Regions from separate parts of the Mus musculus genome. Here region 2 is linked to region 1. Evidence: chromatin contacts called from public HiChIP or PLAC-seq data. All regions are on one chromosome and are shown on one strand. Each heading gives the region's core, a stretch centred on a gene start, on an enhancer-like site or on the middle of the called end of the contact. The rest is flanking DNA. Distances are from core to core; before and after follow the strand shown. Region 1 has its middle 21 kb from the start of Gm30206. Region 2 overlaps Adap1 (ArfGAP with dual PH domains 1).

Region 1 (5,787 bases), core at 2,062-4,561:
CTCCAAGCAGCCTCCAGTACCACAGCATACTCCTCTCCTACACGCAGGCTGTAACTCTATCTGTTTGTGTTGCTCTCCTCCCTGGCGGTCCACTACACATTCCAGCACATGTTTACCAACCCCTGATCATTTCTCACACTCACTCACTACTTAGCAGACAGAGGTGCCAAAGGCAGACACATCTCAATTTTCCCAGAATGCACCTAGCATGCATCCCTTTGTTTGGTCTGGCTTGGCCCCCCTCTCCTCCCCACCAGGAGAATTTAGGAACATACTGTGATTGCAGGACGTTCCTATTCACTGAGCTCTTGCTGTGTCCTGGGCCTGGAACCTACCCAATCTTGAATGAGCTCCCAATCAGCCTGGGAGGTCCATCTAACCACCCTATCCGGTCAAGGGCACACAGAAGCCAAAGTTATGTCTGTATCACAGAGCAACGAGAGACTAAGCTGTGGTCCAGCACCACCCTATGTGGCCTCAGCCCATGCTCTCAGCCCCTCTTCTAGGCCATATGTGGGTGCTGATAAGATCCAATGTCCTTCCTACTTCAGGTGCAAGCCTATCCCTGGGATCCCAGCCTCAGACTCAGTGAGCCCCCATCACAACAGAAAAAGGACTTAGACCATCACGACACAGGGCTGAGGGCACTGCACTGAGGACTGTGGGAAGAAGGAAAGTGTCTGTGAGGTGCCACCCAGTGCTTTCTTCATTGTTTCCTGTCCCCACGGTTTATTTCTAAGGCATGGCAACAGGAAAACAACAATAAACCAAAAACAAACAAAAACAAAACAAACAAACAAACAAAGCCCAAAGAATGGCTTTTTCGAGAGACTGGTTTCTCAGGCTGCTGCTAATGGTTGGGTGTGAGCCTCTGCTTCCTCATCTTGTGAATGGTCCAGGCCAAGCTGCAGGCTCCCACCACCCAAGTTGCCCCTCCTTCCCCACAGAGACAACCTGTGTCCCCTGAAAGTGTGAGCCACCAGGAACCTCTCCTTCCTACAGCTGCTTCTGTCAGATTTTTTTTTTTTGTCACAGTAACCCAAAAAGCTAACTAATGAAGACAAATTATCCATCTCAGGACAGGCAAAGGACCTGGCTTGGGTAGTAATTGTTTCCTCTGCAAGCATGAGGCCCTGAGTTCAATTCCCAGAACCCATGTGAAAACAAAACAACAACAACAAACAAGTGTGCAGTAGTGCACACTTGTATTCACAACACTGGAGAGGAAGAGCCAAGTGGGTCCCTAGACTCACTGGTCAGCCAGGCTAGCCCAGTCCACGAGTTCCAGTCTTATGAGAGATTCTGCCTCAAAAAGCAAGACTCCCGAGGAAGGGCACTCAAGATGAAGAAGAACACTCTGGCCTCCATATGCATTTATACACATATGGGCATATGCACTTGTGCCCCCCCCCACAGGCAAAAATCAATAAAAACAGGCAAAAGGCTCAACTACAAATGTCTCCAAAGAAGATGTAGAAATGACCGACAAGTTCATGAGGACTTTCCAGGATGCTGGTTACTAGAAAATACAAATCAAAGCCAGCAAGAGACACTACCTCACATTCTCTAGGGACAAGAGACAACTGGGTCAGGGAGACAGCGTAGTGGGTGAAGGCACTTGCTACCAAGGCTGACAATGAGTTCGATCCCTGGGAACAGCGTGATGGAAAGAATGGACTTCTACAAGTTGTCTCCTATGAGCATGCCCTGCTCTCCCACAACAGAAACAAATGGGCAAAACAGGGCTGGTGAGGGTGTGGTCAAATTGAGAGCATCCTACCCTGTTGATGGGTATGCATTGAAATCACTGCCTTGAAAAACATGTTTGCATTTTCTGAAAAAGCTAACCTAAATTCTCTGATAACTTAGCCGCTCGGGGTGTACCCAACGAATTGGAAACATGAGCTGTCCAGATGGCACAGGGACTTGAATTTGAATACCCAAAACTCATGTAGAATCTGGATACTGTGACACATACTTATAATCACTGCTCAGCAGGATGGGAGATGGAGGCAGGAGACTACACAGAAGCTTGAAGGATAGCTAGTGTGGCCTACTTGGTGAAGTTCAAGGCCAGTGAGAGACTCAGTCTTGAACAAAAGGTGGAAGATATCCTGAGGATACCCCAGTCTGTACTCTGATTTCCAAATACGAGCCCCGTATATACAATTCCCCCCATTCATACTCTCACACACTCGCTAGGCATTTTTTGTTGTTGGTTTAAAGATTTGCTTCTTTATTATATATAAGTACACTGTAGCTGTCTTCTGACACACCAGAAGAGGACATCAGATCTCATTACCTATGGCTGTGAGCCACCATGTGGTTGCTGGGATTTGAACTCAGGACCTCTGGAAGAGCAGTCAGTGCTCTTAACCACTGAGCCATCTCTCCAGCCCCCACTTGCTAGGAATTAAAACTAGGAGCTTCCCCATGAATGTTCAGAGCAGCATCGTAAGAGTTCAAATGTAGGGACCACTCAGCACCCATCGACAGATGACAGGATACGAAAATGGCACACCACGCCACACTTTGGACTGCCACTCCTTCACAAGACAGAAATGTTCCATGGGCCTTGAGGACATTCGGTGGGTACAAAAGTCCACACACTGGGTAGGCTATATATGTGATGTAGCCAGAGAGCTAAAAGCCATAGGCTCAGTGGCCATCAGGAGCTGGGTAACTGCTAAAAGGTACATGGTTTCCTGTGTATGCATGTGTATGCACGTGTGTGTTTGTGTGAGTGCGTGTGCGCGTGCGTGCGTGTGCGCGTGCGCGAGCATGTGTGTGGTCAGGATACTGACCACCTTAGTTTTTGAGACAGGGTCTTTCACTGAATTTAGAGCTCACTGATTGAGCTGAGCTGGCTGGCTGCACAGAGCAGCTCCACATCTTCCTTCCTCTGCTTCCCTGAGCTGGGATCCCAAGCATGTGCCACCATGCAAGCCTTTACACATATCCTGGGACCTGAACTCAGGTCCTTGTGTTTATGCAGGATGCTTTTCTGACTGGGCTACCTGCTTAGCCCCTTAGTTTCTTTGGGGGAGAGAAGCTGTGTGAATGTTGTGGGAATGGCTGTGTAGCACCATCAATACACCGAACACCGTGGGACTGTATGCTTTGAAATTGGTGAGCGTCCATCAAGGGAGTTGCATCTGAATACTGAAACTGCGCACACCCGACACTTGTGCTGTGTGACCTGAGATGAAGTCACTGCTGTTGCCCTTGGCTGCTGCCAAAACAGCAACCCTGTCACCTCCCAGCCAGCTTCCTTGTGCCTTGAACAGGGGCAATAAAGCCTTACTCACACAGCTGGTAGCGTGCCACCAGAGCAGATAAGGGCCGCCTTGCCCTGGGTTTTTATGCTCAGTAACTGAGATAATGTGAAGAATGTAACACCAAGCTCAAAAACAGGGCCATTTAAACAGCGTCCTGGCCGGGATCCCATCACACCTGTGGGTGATTCCAGCTCAAACCTGGCAGTTGGCCCTGAGCCTCATTGGCTCCCACTCCCTGCAAATCCCCAGCCTTTATGGTGAACTCTAAAGCCACTTCCAGCTTCTCCTGAGCCTTTCACCCCAGAGTGCATCAAGGCCATGCACCTGTTACGTGTTCCCCCCTCCCACCAACCTTCTTGCTGCCAGGGGACCTTTGAACTTGGTCATGCCCCATGCCTTCCCCTTAATAAAAATTTCTCACCAGGTGCTTAAAATAAAAGCCCATTTCTGCAGCTCTTCCCCTCTAGGTCCCGGGCGTTCACCTCTTCTCTCTCCTTCTCTCTGTTCTATGCCAAGGCTGAGGGTTCCGACTCCAGGGCCTTGATGTTGCCTGATCTTCAAGTCACCCAACATGCAGGGCAGCAAAGGCATCTTGTGTCTTCTCACTTAATTTTTAACTGATTAACTTTTTAAAAGACGGGGTCTCACTATATAGCTCTGTCTGGCCTAGAACTTGCTATACAGACCAGTTTAGCCTCACAGAAATTTGTATTCCTGCCCCCCTCTCCCCAGATACTGATCTGCTTTTTGTCTTTGTTTTGATTGTTTGTTTTGTTTTGTTTGAGATTGGCTCATATGTAGCCCAGGATGCCTTCAAACTTGCTAAGTAGCTGGAGATAGCCTTGAGCTTCTTGCCTTGAGCTTCTTATTCTCCTGTTTCCACAATCCCAGTGCTCAGACTCCAGGCTCCGGGGCCTCCTGCATGCTAAGTAAGATACATTACCAACTGAGCTACAACACCAACCTCTGTTTGTTATTTGTTTGTTTGTTTGTTTGTTTGTTATTTTTCTTAAGACTGGGTCACACTATGTAGCTCAGGCTGGCCTGAAACTCCCCATCCTCCTTTCTCGGAGGATCACAGAAGAGCATCCCAAGTCCCACACCCTGTAATTTCTTTTGAACTATACTTCCCAGTGAGGAAGCGCTGTGGCCTTAAATCATAGGATTCGAGCGAGGGCATTCATTACTGCACACTTTCTGCACTGGCTTCCTCCCCAGGAGAATGCAACTCCACCCACAAGCAGGCCTCCATCCTTTACAGCTCTCAGCGGAACTGATGCGCTCCATGGGGGGCCAGACCACCGAAAAAGTCACTAAGGCCACGGCCACGGACAGAGGAGGAGGCGTGGGGACTCACTTTCCCCCATTGCTATCAAGGGGTTGGAACCTCCAGGTGCAGCGCTGCTTCTGCCAATTTGCGGTGTGCCCAGTTAAAAAGCACTGTTCATGAGTGGATGTCAGGCCCAGTACCAGCAGGACTTTAGGGGTGCCAATATCCTCCTCAAAATACACACACACACACACACACACACACACACACACACACACACACACACACACACACACACACTTAACACATGTAACCCCACCCCAGGGACTCCTCGTGCAACAGCCAGGAGCATGCGCACATCTGCAACGCCAAAGTCCAGTAGAAAGGGTGCGTGGCAGACAATGGACACCAGGTGGCAGCAGAGGGCTACCCATAAACCAGGCCCAGGCAGCTCCAGCTGCAATGGCAAGGCCACTCTTACAAAACAAGCCCCTTGGGACATACATCCTAAGCCACCCGCCCGATCTGGGGTCAGTAAGGATGAGATGATAGTGGAGGGGAGGGGGAGGAGGAATGGCTCTTCACACCAGGGTGGACCCACAAGCCCGCCTGCTTTACTCATAAGGCCTCTTTCAGCAAGCCTGGGAGTTAGGGCAAACAAACAGTCTTGTGGGAACACAGGTAGTGGAGATCCGGAAGGAACATGGCAGATAGCCTTTGAGTGGGATGAGATAGCCTCTCATGAAACGCCAATAGGGTCAAAGCTTGTAATATCCACCCGAGTTTCCAACCTGAAAGTGTGGCTACTGTAGGCAAAGTGAGTATTCACCGTAAAGTTAGCGCCCCTTGACACTTGGCCTAGGAACTCTGACCCCAAGGCCAGATGACCTCCCAAAGACCTTATGGACACTGACACATAACCCACTGGGTTCTGGCCCAGGAAGGAGAGTTTGATCTGTTCCATTCTCACACAGAGAATCACAGTGGGATCCATGGTCAGGTGTATCTTTGACCTTGCAAAGTTTCTAAAGACCTCATCCCATAACTTCCCTTGCTTTCTAGAAGGGCTTGCCCAGGGGAGTATGGAGGCTGTGAATGGCAGGCTCAGACCCTTGCCGCCAGCTTCTTTACCTCTCTTTATTTACCCTTACATCTTATTGTGCCTCTCTGAAGCTCACTTAGGGTCTCTGACCCAGGTTGGAGCTCAGAGCAGCCTCTGGACTCACTCTCTGCTTGCCT
Region 2 (5,787 bases), core at 1,860-4,359, 440 kb after region 1:
GGGCCCTGAAGCAGTAGGTCCTCTGCTAGGCCAGGTCCATGTGCTGATATTCTATGGAACCGACCAGTATTCTGACAAGCCGCCACGATGCCTATAATTTAGGCTCCATAATGGCAACACAAGAGATGTTCCCGTAACGAACGCTGACCGCATCCCTGGCCTGACCTCTCTCAGAGCTCTGCTTCCTTCTTGGTACCATGGGAATCTGGCCAGCCGAGGGCTGACAGGTATTGAGCCCCACTGGCTTGGCTGGATCGCCCTTTTCCACCCTAGCCCAGGGACCTTGCTCAGCAGCCCAGCCAGGCTACCCTTCTGGGCACACTTGTGATCAGGTAGAACCAGAAGTGACCATTCTCTCTGAAAGAACTAGATGGTCCTGAGGTAGAGGCTATGAAGTTTAGTCAGCATTGATTAGATGCCTATGGTTTACAGTTACAGGGCTGGGGCCAGCTGTGGAGTTTGGGAGTAATTGGTCCACATCTCACAGGACACACATACAGAGGGCACAGTGTCACACATCCCTGTGAGGTTGAAGTCACCATTCCCTGACATTACAAGCCTATTACAGTTGAAGCACACCTTCCTCGGGGTGACAACATGGAGACAAGGGCTCTTCTGCACGGCTGTGGCCATACAGTGGCATGGTCAGCATGCAATCCAGATTGGATTTCTTTTTGGTTTTTTTTGTTTGTTTGTTTGTTTGTTTTTGAGTTGGAAGAGGGAAGTTGAGTATCACTATGTAGCCCAGGCTGCCCTTGAACTAACTCGTCATGATCCTCCTGCCTCAACCTCTGGAATGCTGGGGTGACAGGTGTGAACCACACCTGATCTAGAGACTTTACTCTTGATCCTTACAAATGGGAAAGAACCTATTTTCCTTCAACTCTGGGACATTTAAGCAACCATGGTGCCCTGCCCTGAATAGATGGCCCTGCTACCCACAGGGCGAGCTCCCAGCAGCAAGGCAGGCAGGAGAGAGGTTGGGCCCTGGGGTGTACCACATTGTGCATCTCCAGCAGGCAAACTGGGCTGCAGGGGTGGGGGAGGGCAATGCGGTACCTTCTGCACTCACAGTTTCATAACCTGCAGACTTCAAGAACTGCATTCCAAGCAGAATATGCAAAGTGTATGTAAATTGCATGGGGTATATGTAAATTTGTGCTTTTGTTTTTAATTCAAGGCCATGAGCGCATGGTCTCACTATGAGTGTGACAGGAAGCTTGCCAAGGTGTGAGCCCAGTCGGGTGTGTTCCATACTCAGGACTGCTGTGGGGACCCTTCTGAATGGGACAGGTATCCACATCATCTGGCTTCTCCCACTGGGGGTATAGTGGAAGGTTCGGCACTGAGCCTGGCCTCAGAGACACCAGACAAACTGAGACTCCATGACTTTACCCAGACTGGGGCAACCACACCCAGCCTCAGGCTGCAAGTTCTGTCTGCTTCTATTGGCAACTACACCTATCAAACTGTAACTCCAGTTCTAGGCATCTGGCGCCCTCTTCAGGCCTCCACGGACACTGTACTCACATTGTGCGCGCGCGCGCGCACACACACACACACACACACACACACACACACACACACACGCAAGCAAACATGCCCAAGATGTTCGGACTCTATGTTCCCAGGGCTCAACCACTCCTTGCCCACTGCTCTGGCCACTTGGGCTCTGTCCTGAAGCTCCCTGGGTCTCTTCTGCACCCGTAAGTGGGGCCAAGAGCAGGCTTCAGTGTGTATAGGTTCGGATTCTGATTGGCCAGCATCTTACCACCTCACAGGGACCTGCCAGCTCCAGGTAAGACAGAGGGGCTGTGTGGATGACAGGGGCTGAGATCCATGTTTGTGAGTCCCATGCAACTGCAGGGCCTCCTTGGCATGTTTGGCCTGCACTCTACCTGCACCCTGGAAGTGTTGCTTTCCATCTTTAGGAACCTGGGATCCCAGGAGCATGTGGGCAGCAGGTGACCACTCAGCCCTTCTTGCTACTTCCCGGCTTGGCTCTGGGAACAGATCTATTCACCCTGTGTGTCTCCTTGGGAGGTCTTTTCTCTCTGAGAAGCCACACAGGAAGACTTCCCGAATCCAGTGATGGATGCTCTAGTTCTCTGCTCTAGTCCAGTTGGGGCTCCCTGACTTGAGGTGGGGTCAGGTAGGGTCTCCCTTCAGGAGAATACCTGATACCTTAGCCCTGGTGCAAGCTAACACCTCCCAGGTGCTGGTTTCCTTGGGACTCCATAGCATGTGTCCTCAGTATGCAATGCTCTGGCTTCAAGACTCCCTGGTGTTCTGGTCATACATAGGAACCCTTCAGTATGAGTGTCCCACATCCCTTCTTGTTTACTTCTTCGATTGCCCAATAACCAGCAGAACACAGCCTGGTGGGGAGAGGGTGCTGCGAGCCAGCTCCAGGCCATGGCTCCAGGAACTGGGGTTCTGAGCTGTGTCCCCATCTTGTACATAAGCAATTGGTCTCCTGAAGATACTGTTCACAGAGTCACACAACAGCCGCCAGGAAGCTCACTAGCTAGACCTCACGAGCTGTTCTCATGGACAAGGTGGCAGGGGACCGTCGCTGCCACCTCTCTCTGGGCTTCAGTTCTGCCATCTTCCAAAGGGTCAGGGCTGAAGTGAAGCTAAAGGAGTCAAGACAGTTCCTGGGGTCCAGCAAGGCCACCAGACCTCCCTACTGCACTCAGACTGTCTGGGACATGGGGCTCAGAAGAAGCCTGGTACTTGTGAACAGCCTGGCTGATCTTACAAGTGACTCTCATAGGAGCCTGTCACATGGGCAGATCCAAGGCCACTATAGAACCCTTGGAGGCTTGACAGGAAGACAGGAAATGGGGTTATCTGCATCTAGGAGTGCCCTACCTAGCTTCCACCGTCATCTCATCGTTTCAAAGGACCTAACCCTCTTGCCGAGCCAGCCACCCCAGGGTGCCTCACCCTGGCCATCCCATGATTTAACAGTCCCCCAAACACTGTTGTGCTGAGCACCCTGCCTTAGCACACAAGAAAAACCGAAGTCAGGCAGAGCTGTGCCGCTCAGGGAGGAAGGAAAAGGGGTTGTACCAAGTGGAGACATCCCGGTGCTGTTGCTTTCTTGACCTTTGACCTAAATGTCACTATGCAAATAGGGAGAGAGGCTCCCAGAGGGACCCAGGCAGGACCCAGTCTGTTAGAGGAGGTGGTGGCCTGGTCCTGGGCAACAAAGGCCATTGTCTGCATGCCCTGACGCCCACCCTCCCCTGTGAATGGCAGCCATTGAGGCTTGGGTGGAGGCAGGACAGTCTGGGGCAGGAGCCAGGGCAGCTGTCACCCAGTCCCTTGCTGAGCAGTGGTGGGGAGGGGCAGATACAAAGCAAGGTGCACTCAGGTATGAGGGCACACCCAACACCCTGACATCTCCGCGTCAGAGGGGAACTTTAGACACTCCAGCCAACTGTGACCTAGGCTGAGGAATGACACACAGCAGAGAGTGTGGCAGGGCCCTATGGTCACAGGGCTCCATGCACTGCTCATTCCTGCTGAGGGACAAGCATCTCTGTAAGCCAGGACATGCCCTCACAGAGGCAGCCCAGGCACAGGAAAGGATGGCCGGGATATAGGGGGGTCTTGACCCAGCAGCCTCTGTCTCTGGCAGGCCAGGAAATGTGACAGGGGCTGTAAGTGAGCCACTGGCACCTGTCTCGTCTGGAACTCCAGGGGCTACTTCCCTCCTGTAGCCCTGGATGACACTGTCTGAGAGAGACTTCTCCAAAGCCCAGTTCCAGGGAGCGTGTGCTCAAGGCCCCAGGTCTGACTCGCTCAGCCACTGTCCATGTCGAGAGAGAATAGGCAGCCATCCAGGTGGCTCCTCAGTCCTAGGAGTGTCGTCCTGTAATAGGCAGGCCTCTGCACCAGGCCTGGACAAGAGACAGACCTGATGTCAGTGGACACCTTAGCGCCAGAGACTCTGCTAACCAGTCTCCAGAGCAATGCTTCTGTGAAACTTCCTTAGACTGAAAAGAATTTTGAAAATAAACAAAGATAGGCTCCGCTGTGGGTGAGCAGCACAATGCTCTGGGCCAGAAGCCTAGCATAGAAGGCCACTCATCACGTCCAAGCTGGTGAACAGCGGGGAAAGAGAAAACCAGACGGCGGTGGCTGCTGGCATGCTGGCTCACAGGGACAGGGTCTCAGCGCTGGAATAAATCTGGAATAAGCCTGGGATTGTGTAATAGGGAGTGCACTGGGGAGGGCAGGGCCATGACAAGGGTACTTCCCCACACAGAGACTTCACATGGATGACCCCTTGGCCTCCGTGTCCCTCAATGCGGGGGAGGGGTGTGGGCTGGATGTTCCCAGAGATGTCCCCATGGCTCCTTGGGCATTGTGGAGGGAACTGTAGTCACTGTCCCTGCTCATTTTGAGTCCTGACATGCAGTTGAGGATGTCCCTTGGTCTCTAGCTTGACTGTCACACTGTTGTTCGTCTCTCTCAGCCCCAACACTCCTGACTTCTTCCAGATAGTTTTGAAACCCTAAGGGGAAACAGATGCAAACTCCTCCATCTAGGGCCCCTGCTGAGCTATGAAGAAGGCAGAGACCCCAAGCAGCTAACATGGGACTCCTGTCCTGAGCTGGCTCCCTCAGCCTTCAGCCCTGATGACTCTTCGTCCCCAATGACCATGCAGGGCATCTTGTCTGCGCCTGCTCACAGGCATGTAAGGAGACAGACCCTTGGAACCCACAGTTCCGGTTCGTTCTGGGCAAGCATGGGGCCACTCCTCTGAAGAGTCCCGGCCTCACCTCTTTTGAGGCCCCACATTTCCCCTTTCTCCATCTGAGGGGACTTCTGCATTTCCCAGATAGGCAGTGGGGAGTGTCTATGCCCAGAGTGAGAAAGTACTGTTTGGTAAGAGGAGGGGGCAGAAGTGCTGGACTAGTGGGGGTGGGGCACTTTGCATAGAATCCCCCAGGGAGGAGCTGGGGGTGTGGCTCAGTGGTAGAGCCCCTGCCTAGAATCCCCCAGTGAGGGGCTGGGGCATGGCTCAGTGGTAGAGCCCCTGCCTAGAATCCCCCAGTGAGGGGCAGGGGGCGTGGCTCAGTGGTAGAGCCCCTGCCTAGAATCCCCCAGTGAGGGGCAGGGGGCGTGGCTCGGTGGTAGAGCACCTGCCTAGAATCCCCCAGTGAGGGCCTGGGGCGTGGCTCAGTGGTAGAGTCCCTGCCTAGAATCCCCCAGTGAGGGGCTGGGGCGTGGCTCAGTGGTAGAGTCCCTGCCTAGAATCCCCCAGTGAGGGCCTGGGGCGTGGCTCAGAGGTAGAGCCCCCGCCTAGAATCCACCAGTGAGGGGCTGGGGGTGTGATTCAGGATTTATCTAGCATTCATGGTTCCAGTCCAAGCCCTGAGAAGGAGAGGAGGGAGAGGCAAAAGAAAGAAAAGAGGGAAATAAGGCTGATCAGAGCCACCCTGGGGTCCCATTGCCCTATGGGAAGTATGAGAGTTGGTGCAAAGAGGAAGAGGCCACAATAAGAGCAGGTTGGATGTGATAAAGGCCTTTGGGGACCCGAGCAATGAACAGTTCCAGGTCCTCCAGTTCCCTAGGGGCTTCCAGTGGCTTTCTTACTGCCTTGCCCGGTCCTTGAGTGTGGAGACTGTGGCTTTGAGCCTCACTCTTCTGGACACAACCCTGAGGCGACATGGGCTAAGAGGGTGGGTGGAGGCAGGGTAGATCCAGATTGTGTCCCCCACACACTAACTTCTGCCGAAGCCGCTCACAGTGCAAAGCTCTTTAAAGAAAGGG

The links. HiChIP or PLAC-seq counts read pairs in DNA pulled down with a chosen protein or histone mark.
Region 2: a contact with region 1 is called in an HNF4G HiChIP or PLAC-seq map of pancreatic cancer cells. The contact joins two enhancer-like sites. A contact is called at or near these places in 4 of 15 datasets of contacts at CTCF or cohesin (embryonic stem cells, large pre-B cells, pro-B cells and 1 more), 31 of 484 Hi-C or Micro-C datasets (the 63-12 cell line, B cells, the Ba/F3 cell line and 16 more), 2 of 115 datasets of contacts at active chromatin or transcription factors (astrocytes and pancreatic cancer cells) and 1 of 9 other capture datasets (embryonic stem cells).

The regions. Positions count from the first base shown.
Region 1 is chr5:138,843,315-138,849,101 of GRCm38.p6, forward strand. No RefSeq gene overlaps it. Among named protein-coding and RNA genes, the nearest start is that of Gm30206, 21 kb to the left of the region's middle. Within about 2 kb of position 3,312, at least 22 of the 459 cell types and tissues checked have an H3K27ac peak or open chromatin away from gene starts, as enhancers often do. A contact at or near this core is called in pancreatic cancer cells, where this site is marked.
Region 2 is chr5:139,282,487-139,288,273 of GRCm38.p6, forward strand. All of the region lies in intron 4 of Adap1 (ArfGAP with dual PH domains 1), which reads right to left. Among named protein-coding and RNA genes, the nearest start is that of Get4, 33 kb to the left of the region's middle. Within about 2 kb of position 3,110, at least 73 of the 459 cell types and tissues checked have an H3K27ac peak or open chromatin away from gene starts, as enhancers often do. A contact at or near this core is called in pancreatic cancer cells, where this site is marked.